Linked DNA regions of Sus scrofa: region 1 is linked to region 2. A link is a contact called in public HiChIP or PLAC-seq data. All regions are on one chromosome and are shown on one strand. The core of a region is the stretch at or near the end of the contact, and the rest is flanking DNA. Distances in the headings are between cores, read along the strand shown.

Region 1 (3,506 bases), core at 21-2,520, 150 kb after region 2:
GGTGTTTAATCCCTGTCCCCCCAGAAGCTTTCCCTCAGTCCCCGAGGACTCAGAAGGCGAGGACTCCAAAACTCTTGCAGCCCTTATGTGTGTCACTTAAATGTCCCTGCACTGTTTTGTTGTTTTTGAAATCCACCTTCCCAGCTGCACAGGGCCCCCTCAAGGCCACACTTAGAATCCTAGAGGCATGTGTTGTTTAAAGGGGCCTTGGACAGGTCCAGTTCATACACGAGGAGACAGAGGCTCAGAGGGGTTAGGTAACCTGCCCAAGGCCATAGAGTTTTTTAATAAACTAGAACCTGGTTCACTTAAATGTGCTCTTTCTAGTCCAACGGTGTTAGACATGTTCCCAGAAACCTATAATCTGTGAAAACTCTTCACTTTTGTGGATTTTTTTCTCATCAAAAAACTTAACCTCAGTACATTTCTGATCATCGGGGTCTGTTCATTCTACTTGAATAGCCTCTTAATTGTGTTGTTTTGATTTTGTGATTTGCATTGTTCTGTTAGTATTTTTCACTGGTTGGACCCAGTGCTCCTGTGACAGCAGTTACCTTTCTTGCAGTGGTTTTTCTGGGGGCGGGGGGGTGACAAATGGGGGACATGCTATCAGGGTCTCCACTTTTTCAGATGTGAGCAACACTCCACAGCACTCTGCTTCTTGTTCCCCACAAGTGTGTTTGTTGATGATGTGTTTTAGTTAAAAAGTAAGTGACTTTTTAGTTAAAAAGTGTCTTGGCCTCTCGTTTCTGATTCACTGTGCTCAAAGTAACCGTGAACAGATTTTTGGCATTTCTTGGTTCTGTGTTGGGAGTTGAACTGATTTGGGTCCCAGGGGCTGGGATCTAATCCCTTATAACTGGAAGCAGGAAACAGACCTCACTGATGTGCCCCTGAGCGTCCAGGGTCTGAACGGTCCCCATAAAGTCGTGCCTGTCCGGAGCTGGACCACAACCGTTCATGTTCCCTGTAACAGTGACCTCTGGTGGCCCTGGGACGATAGGACAGCAGTTGAGTGGCGGATGTGTGGATTTGGATGAGATGACCTAATTCTTTGTGGTGAAGCAGTTGCCTGTCACCATAGAAGTCCCTGCCGTTTCCCAGGGAGGCCCCTTCCCTCCCGTGACACACCCACCTGCAGTCACCCTACACCCAAGGAGCACCTGCAGCGGCGCCCCTGCTTCCTGTGGGCAGTCTCCTCCTCCCAGCCCCTCCCCATCCCGGCCACCTGGTGGGACGAGTGGACTTGCCCCATCTGGCCCACATCAGCCACCACCTGCCACGTCGGCCCAGATTCTGGTGCTCTAGGGCTGGTGATTTACTGCCTCCCTGGGCAGCAGGTGGCTGGGGTATTTTTAGTGTCTGAGCCTTTAGGAGAAGGGTGGGGTGGGGGTGGGAGGTAGTGGTGAGTTCGGGGGGAATCACAAGTTCAAAGCCTCCCAGTTGTGGGGTCTGTTTCCCAACCTCTTGTTGGCTTTCAGATTCTTGGTATGTCCTCTGGAATCTGCCTTAGGCACTTGGTAAGCCTGAGCCAGAGAGGGTGAAACCTTTGGGCTGCCAGGTTGGTTGGTGTCTAGGGAAAGGACTGTGTACTACAAATGCCCTGCATGTGCATTCATTCCAATTCAAAGCACTTTTCTGGAGTTTCTGTCGTGGCTCAGTGCAAACGAATCTGACTAGTATCCATGAGGATGCGGGTTCAATCCCTGGCCTCGCTCCGTGGGTTAAGGATCCCGCGTTGCCATGAGCTGTAGTGTAGGTCGCAGACTCGGCTCGGATCTTGTGTTGCTGTGGCTCTGGTATAGGCTAGTGGCTACAGCTCCGATTAGACCCCTAGCCTGGGAACCTCATATGCCACAGGCGCAGCCCTAAAAAGACAAAATAAAAATAAAGTAAAATAAAAACTATAAAATACTGCTGAGAGAAATTTTTTTAAAAAGCACTTTCTGCTCATTGTTTATCTGCTCCTCACGATGGTCCCATGTTGTGGACAGGGATTATCCTCTTCCTTCTACGGAAGTGAACCTGCGAAGGACGTGAGCATCAGTCCCGTGCCACAGGCAGTGGGGGGGACAACCTGGAGCCCTGCCATCTTTGCCACTGGGGGATGCTGGGTGGGGACCTGTGGTATTCGGGGCAAGATGCTTTGAGCGTCTCCTTAACAGAAACGGAGTCATGGTATTTGGCACACACACTTGTGAGGGGAGCACACTCCCTCCGCTGTTCTTACCAAATAAAAAAGCTCACACATTTATTCAGCGTTGACTGGGTCTGTGGTCCTGGTCCTGAATATACGACATCCCCACTGCCGCCGGCTGAGAGGCAGTCTCAGGACCAGCCCTTAAACGTGCTGGGTGCTCAGACCGGAAGCAGGACAACTGGCCCAAACCTGGGGCTTCTGAGCAGGCAGGTCAGAGAGAATAAAAGGTGAAAAGAGCAAGACTGTGCTCCCGGGAGTTCGTCAGTCTGTCCAAGACTGGGTTCAAGCTACTTTCACGCCACTGTTGCTTTGCATCATCAGGGCTTTTGTGATTCCTTGTCCTCGGCATCTTTTGGTTTCCTTTCTAAGGAAATCTTCTGCTTGTGCTTCTGGAAAGGGGGATTTGACATCAGGGCCGAAAGAGACCTGGAGCAACTGGGAAAGGAGGGACGGAGCCTCCTGCAGTGAGGGGGCTGGAAGCAGCTGCGACTGTGGAGTGTCAGCTCCCGCATTTCATCCAGACCCGCTGAGCTGGTCCCCCCAGGCTTGTCCTCCCCCGGCTGCCCCTACCCGTCCAAACCGAGTCTGACAAGGCCTGGGCCCCCAGGTCTCCAGCGGGGGGATAGGGTTGCTGTCGGGCTGATCTTAGTTGTGTTGGGGGGGGGCTGTCCACACGCCAGGGATCCATGGGTCCCCTGGACCCAGCCTCCTTGCTGGGTCCCCAAGCACTTTAGACCTCTACCCGCGAGGCTTTGTTGAGTTTGCACTTCAGTTTGCCACAGGGACAGAATCTGTCTCGAACCTCAGTTTGTTTTCCTGTTGGCCCTGAAACTCTCAATGGACCTGGCCTGTGGAGCAGGGCTTGGTGGCGGCAGTGGAGGTGTCGACACACAAGGATCCAGATCCTTTTCCTATTGGTGCCGGACCCAATGGATGCCCAGCCCCGACTCTGCAGTATCTTTTTTTTTTTTTTTAGCTATTTTAGGGCTCAACCTACAGGATATGGAGGTTCCCAGACTAGGGGTTGAATCAGAGCTGTAGCTGCCACAGCAATACAGGATCCGAGCCGTGTCTGCCACATACACCACAGCTCACGCCAATGCCGGATCCTTAACCCACTGAGTGAGGCCAGGGATCGAACCTGCATCCTCATGGATATCAGTCGAGTACATTAACTGCTGAGCCACGAAGGGAACTCCTCGAATCTGTGGACTCTTGTCAGTAGTTACCTAGTCCCAAATTATGTTCTGTGAAGAAAAGATTCCATGGTCATGATTAAAAACTGTTTACCAGAGTTCCCGTTGTG
Region 2 (3,858 bases), core at 913-3,412:
TGTCTCCCTTTACCCAGGAGGACCCTGGCTCAATTAACCCAGGTTGTTGGCCTGATGATGGTGGAGTTGGGATGCTAATCTGGGTCTTTCCCCCTCGGTTACTCCAGGTCACTAGAAACACTGCTGATAGAGGGCTAAAGTGAAAGGCACGTCATAAGCCATCAGTGATTTGGCTTTAACTAACACCTGTCCCTCCTTTTCTCTTGACCTCTCTTTGTCTTCATTCAGAGCTAAGGGCAAGCCTGGTTTTAACATGATTGAAGCAATTCAAGAACAAATAACCAGGAAGTAACAACTCGGGAGAGGTTGCTTCCCAGAGTAAGATTTTATTAGGATTCAATCCCAAATGGAGTCTGGCCTGACGGTGTGGGTCAGACCTGGGACATTTCCTAGAGAATAAACCCCACTGCCCACCAAGATGGCAATGAGGTACTGGAGATAAGGGGTCACAGAGCCTCAATCCAAAACCTCCAACTCCTCCTCACTTGGCCTAGGCTCAGAACCTCTGTGCTTCCCCTCTCCCCCAGCGTGCCCCTTCCAGAAAAAGACAAACAGCCTTCGTTGAAGACGTGCATGGCGTTGACCTAACCCTCCAAGACAGCAGAGGGGACTCCTTGGACCAGCTCCAGACCAGAGGTAACTGCCCTGGGCTTTCTCAACCAGCACATTCTCACATCTATCACAGCTAAGATGTAATTTCCTAAGTGTCAAAGAACTTAAGTACTTCACAGATTCTTTCAAGTGTCTCTGGGTGTCTGTTGACACCTTTTCCACTCTCCTTATCCCAGGCCCACTCTGGCACTAAAACCTTCCCCAGGAGATCAGATGTATCCCTCTAAAAGCACGCCCTTCTTCAGTTCTCATCTCTAAGTCCTCCTTGGAAGGCCAAGATCAATCAGTCAATTGAAGAGTATTGATTATCTAAGTGCTTTCTTTAGTTTTCTTAAAATTAATTTTTGAATAGATGATTTATGTACCTTCTAAAAATGGAAAAACAACAAAAAGGTATATAATGAAATACAGGTCTCCTTTCTCTATATATACCAATCTGTTACAAGTTCAGAAATGTCTGTGCTCTCTCTCTCTCTTTTTCTTTTTACACAAATGGTAACATAATAAATACTCCATTTGTCACCCAATATGTCTAGGGGATGGGTCCACATCCATTCAGGTAGAGCCGTCCAAAGGTTTTTGTGTCTGGAAAGCATTGCATTTTGTGGATGGGCCAGTTGGGGCTGAGGTCAAGGACTCTTCCCAAACCTGATTTCAGATAATAATTCCCACTGTCATTGTCTTGCAGTAGATTTGTGGATAAAACCTTAAGGGGAAAAAAAAAAAAAAAAGCTTGATTAGAACCATATAACCCAACAATCGTTTGCTTATAAGAGGCTTAAGGAGACAGCTCTGGTAAAAGAATATGCCTTCCTTGTATTTTCAGGAAACCATTTAGGCAAAGGGTCAGGGTCCCCACCTCCTTCATTTCGGAGCCTATGGGCACTGATGCCCGAGGGCCAGGTGGGGATTAGAGGTGTTCCCTGTAGGGCAGATGTGCCTCAGTCTTGCCTGCATTCAAAGTGATCATTGTTTTCAGTTATCAGGAATTTCCTTTAAACTGTGGATGTTTTCGTTCCCTGTGGAGAAGCTGAGGCAGCCAAAGGTTGTGGGGGGGGAATGAGTGGGCTGAAGGAAGCTGTGAGGGAGAGGCTCCCTGGGGAAGGCGGCCAGCCCTGCGGGGAAGGGCGCTGGGAAAGTGCGGGCAGATTCCAGATGGGGTGGCCACCCTCCCCCACCTCGCCACCTCCCAGCTCTGAAGCTGCCCTGCCTCCCCTCAACCCCCGAGGGAGGGGACCTCCCCTGGATGGTGTTTCCCAGGAGTGGAAGACACTTCTCTAACCCTGCCTGAGGGAAGGTTCTGGTTTCCTAATGTTGGAGATGGCCTGAGTGTCACCCTGATGAGCAGAGACACCGGGCTGCACGCTGCCCACCCTGGCCCAAGTAAGAGTGGGGCCGTCGTTAGCCCGCCTCCAGTAAAATGCACCCAGAAAAACCCCGTCATATCACCCACGATTTACTTTAAGATACATCAGCTTGGGGAGTGCGCTCTGTATGTGTGCGCTGGCTTCGATTTATCCCCGAGGGACAGTTAGTTACTATCTTTAATCCAGAGGTCATGGTACTTGACCCCCAGCAGCATGATGGCACTTGTTCACTCTGTCCTCCTTGGAACACTTTCAGGACAACCCGGCCTGCATGGTTTCCGGCCGCCTTCCAGGACAGTCTTTCTCAGCCCCCTTTGCTGGTTCTTCCTCTTCTCCCAGACGTTTAAGGACCCCGGGCTCAATCCTAGAACCTCATCTCCTTTCAGTCTCCTCTCTTCTTGCTGCCTCATGGCTTTAAGTACTGTCTCTGCACGGATGACGCCCAAGTTCATCTATGCAGGCGGGATGTCTCCTCTGAGCTTGAAACCCTTCTGTGTAATTGTCCACCAGACAGCTCCAGTGTTTCACCGGCCTGTCAAAACCAACAGGGTTTGTCCCTCAAAAATCTCCTTCTCTTGTTTTCTTTTCCATTTCAGTAAATGGCAACTCCACTCTAAAAGCTGTGGTTGGGGAGTTTCCTTGTGGGGCAATGGGTTCAGGATCTGGTGTTGTCCCTGCTGCGGCTTGGGTCACTGCTGTGGCGTGTGTTCAATCCCTGGCCCAGGAACTTCCATGTGCTGCAGGTATGGCAAAAAAAAAAAAAAAAAAAAAAAAGAAAGTTTTGATTTTAGCCCAAATCCTCAAACAAACAAAAACACCACAACCCAGGAGAGTCGTGTCATTCACATGTCCCATCTCACTCAGTCTAAAATCCACCATCCTCACAGTGGCCCATGAAGCTAACATGTGTGTGTGTGTGTGTGTGTGTGTGTGTAGTGACTGAGTTTAGTCCCATTTCTAGACTTGATAGTGAAGTAATGGGGCAGATTGAGTTCATATTCTCCACAAACCTCTAATTTTCGGAGGCTACAAATGTTTGTCAAAAGATTCCAATAATTGAAAGAGCAGGTGGGCTTGGGTCAGTTACCTTATTCCCTCTCAATTCATTTCTTCAACAACTATTTACTAAGCAGCTCTTCTGTGCTAGAACCTGTTCTAGATGCCAGGGGTACAGTTCTGAACAAATAGACAAGTCTCTGCCCTCTTGGAGTGTACATTCTAATGGGTAAACAGATAGCAGACAAAATAATCAGCAAGCATGTTACATAGTGTTACAGGGTATGTGTGGGGAGACAACTAAGGCAGGCAAGAGAGTGGAGGGTACTGGAGAGGGAAGGGGTTCCGTGGTCCAGGTTGAATGACGTGTTCAGGGATGGTCTCACTCTGAACATGAAGCCCTTCAAGTAAGTGGCATCTGAGCAAAGGCCTGAAGCACAGGAGGCGTGAGCCATCGGTGTTGAGCGAAGTGCACAATAGGCACAGGGACAGTGAGGGCAATGACAGCGCCCTCAGCAGGAGTTGCCTGCTCTGTCCCTTTTAGTGGCACAGTGAGCAAGGATGAGGGTGTGAAGGGAATGAGGGCAGTAGGAGGCAGGAGTCTGGATCGGGCCACTGAAGAGGCCTACTCACTGGTGATCCCAGGAGTAAGAAATACTCCTGGCACCCAGAATGTGGTCCCTCAATTCAGCTGTGGTCACTAAAGGGAACCAGGGCTTCTGTGGATTATCACTGATATCAGAGCTGGTACAAGAAATCAACATTTGGTCATACTATAAAGCAAAGAAGCTTTCAGAGACAACTGGGTTGTGTCCAAAAGACTTGGGTCAGGAGCCAACATAAAGAGACTCTCAATGTTCAAAGATGGAATAATTTGAGCATT

Evidence for each region. HiChIP or PLAC-seq counts read pairs in DNA pulled down with a chosen protein or histone mark.
Region 1: an H3K27ac HiChIP or PLAC-seq map of skeletal muscle shows a contact between it and region 2. The contact joins two enhancer-like sites. A contact is called at or near these places in 1 of 47 Hi-C or Micro-C datasets (mesenteric adipose tissue) and 2 of 2 datasets of contacts at active chromatin or transcription factors (alveolar macrophages and skeletal muscle).

Annotation. Positions count from the first base shown.
Region 1 is chr11:18,077,786-18,081,291 of Sscrofa11.1, forward strand. All of the region lies in intron 3 of EBPL (emopamil-binding protein-like), which reads left to right. Among named protein-coding and RNA genes, the nearest start is that of ARL11, 21 kb to the right of the region's middle. Within about 2 kb of position 1,271, at least 17 of the 83 cell types and tissues checked have an H3K27ac peak or open chromatin away from gene starts, as enhancers often do. A contact at or near this core is called in skeletal muscle, where this site is marked.
Region 2 is chr11:17,923,474-17,927,331 of Sscrofa11.1, forward strand. No RefSeq gene overlaps it. Among named protein-coding and RNA genes, the nearest start is that of KPNA3, 23 kb to the right of the region's middle. Within about 2 kb of position 2,163, at least 4 of the 83 cell types and tissues checked have an H3K27ac peak or open chromatin away from gene starts, as enhancers often do. A contact at or near this core is called in skeletal muscle, where this site is marked.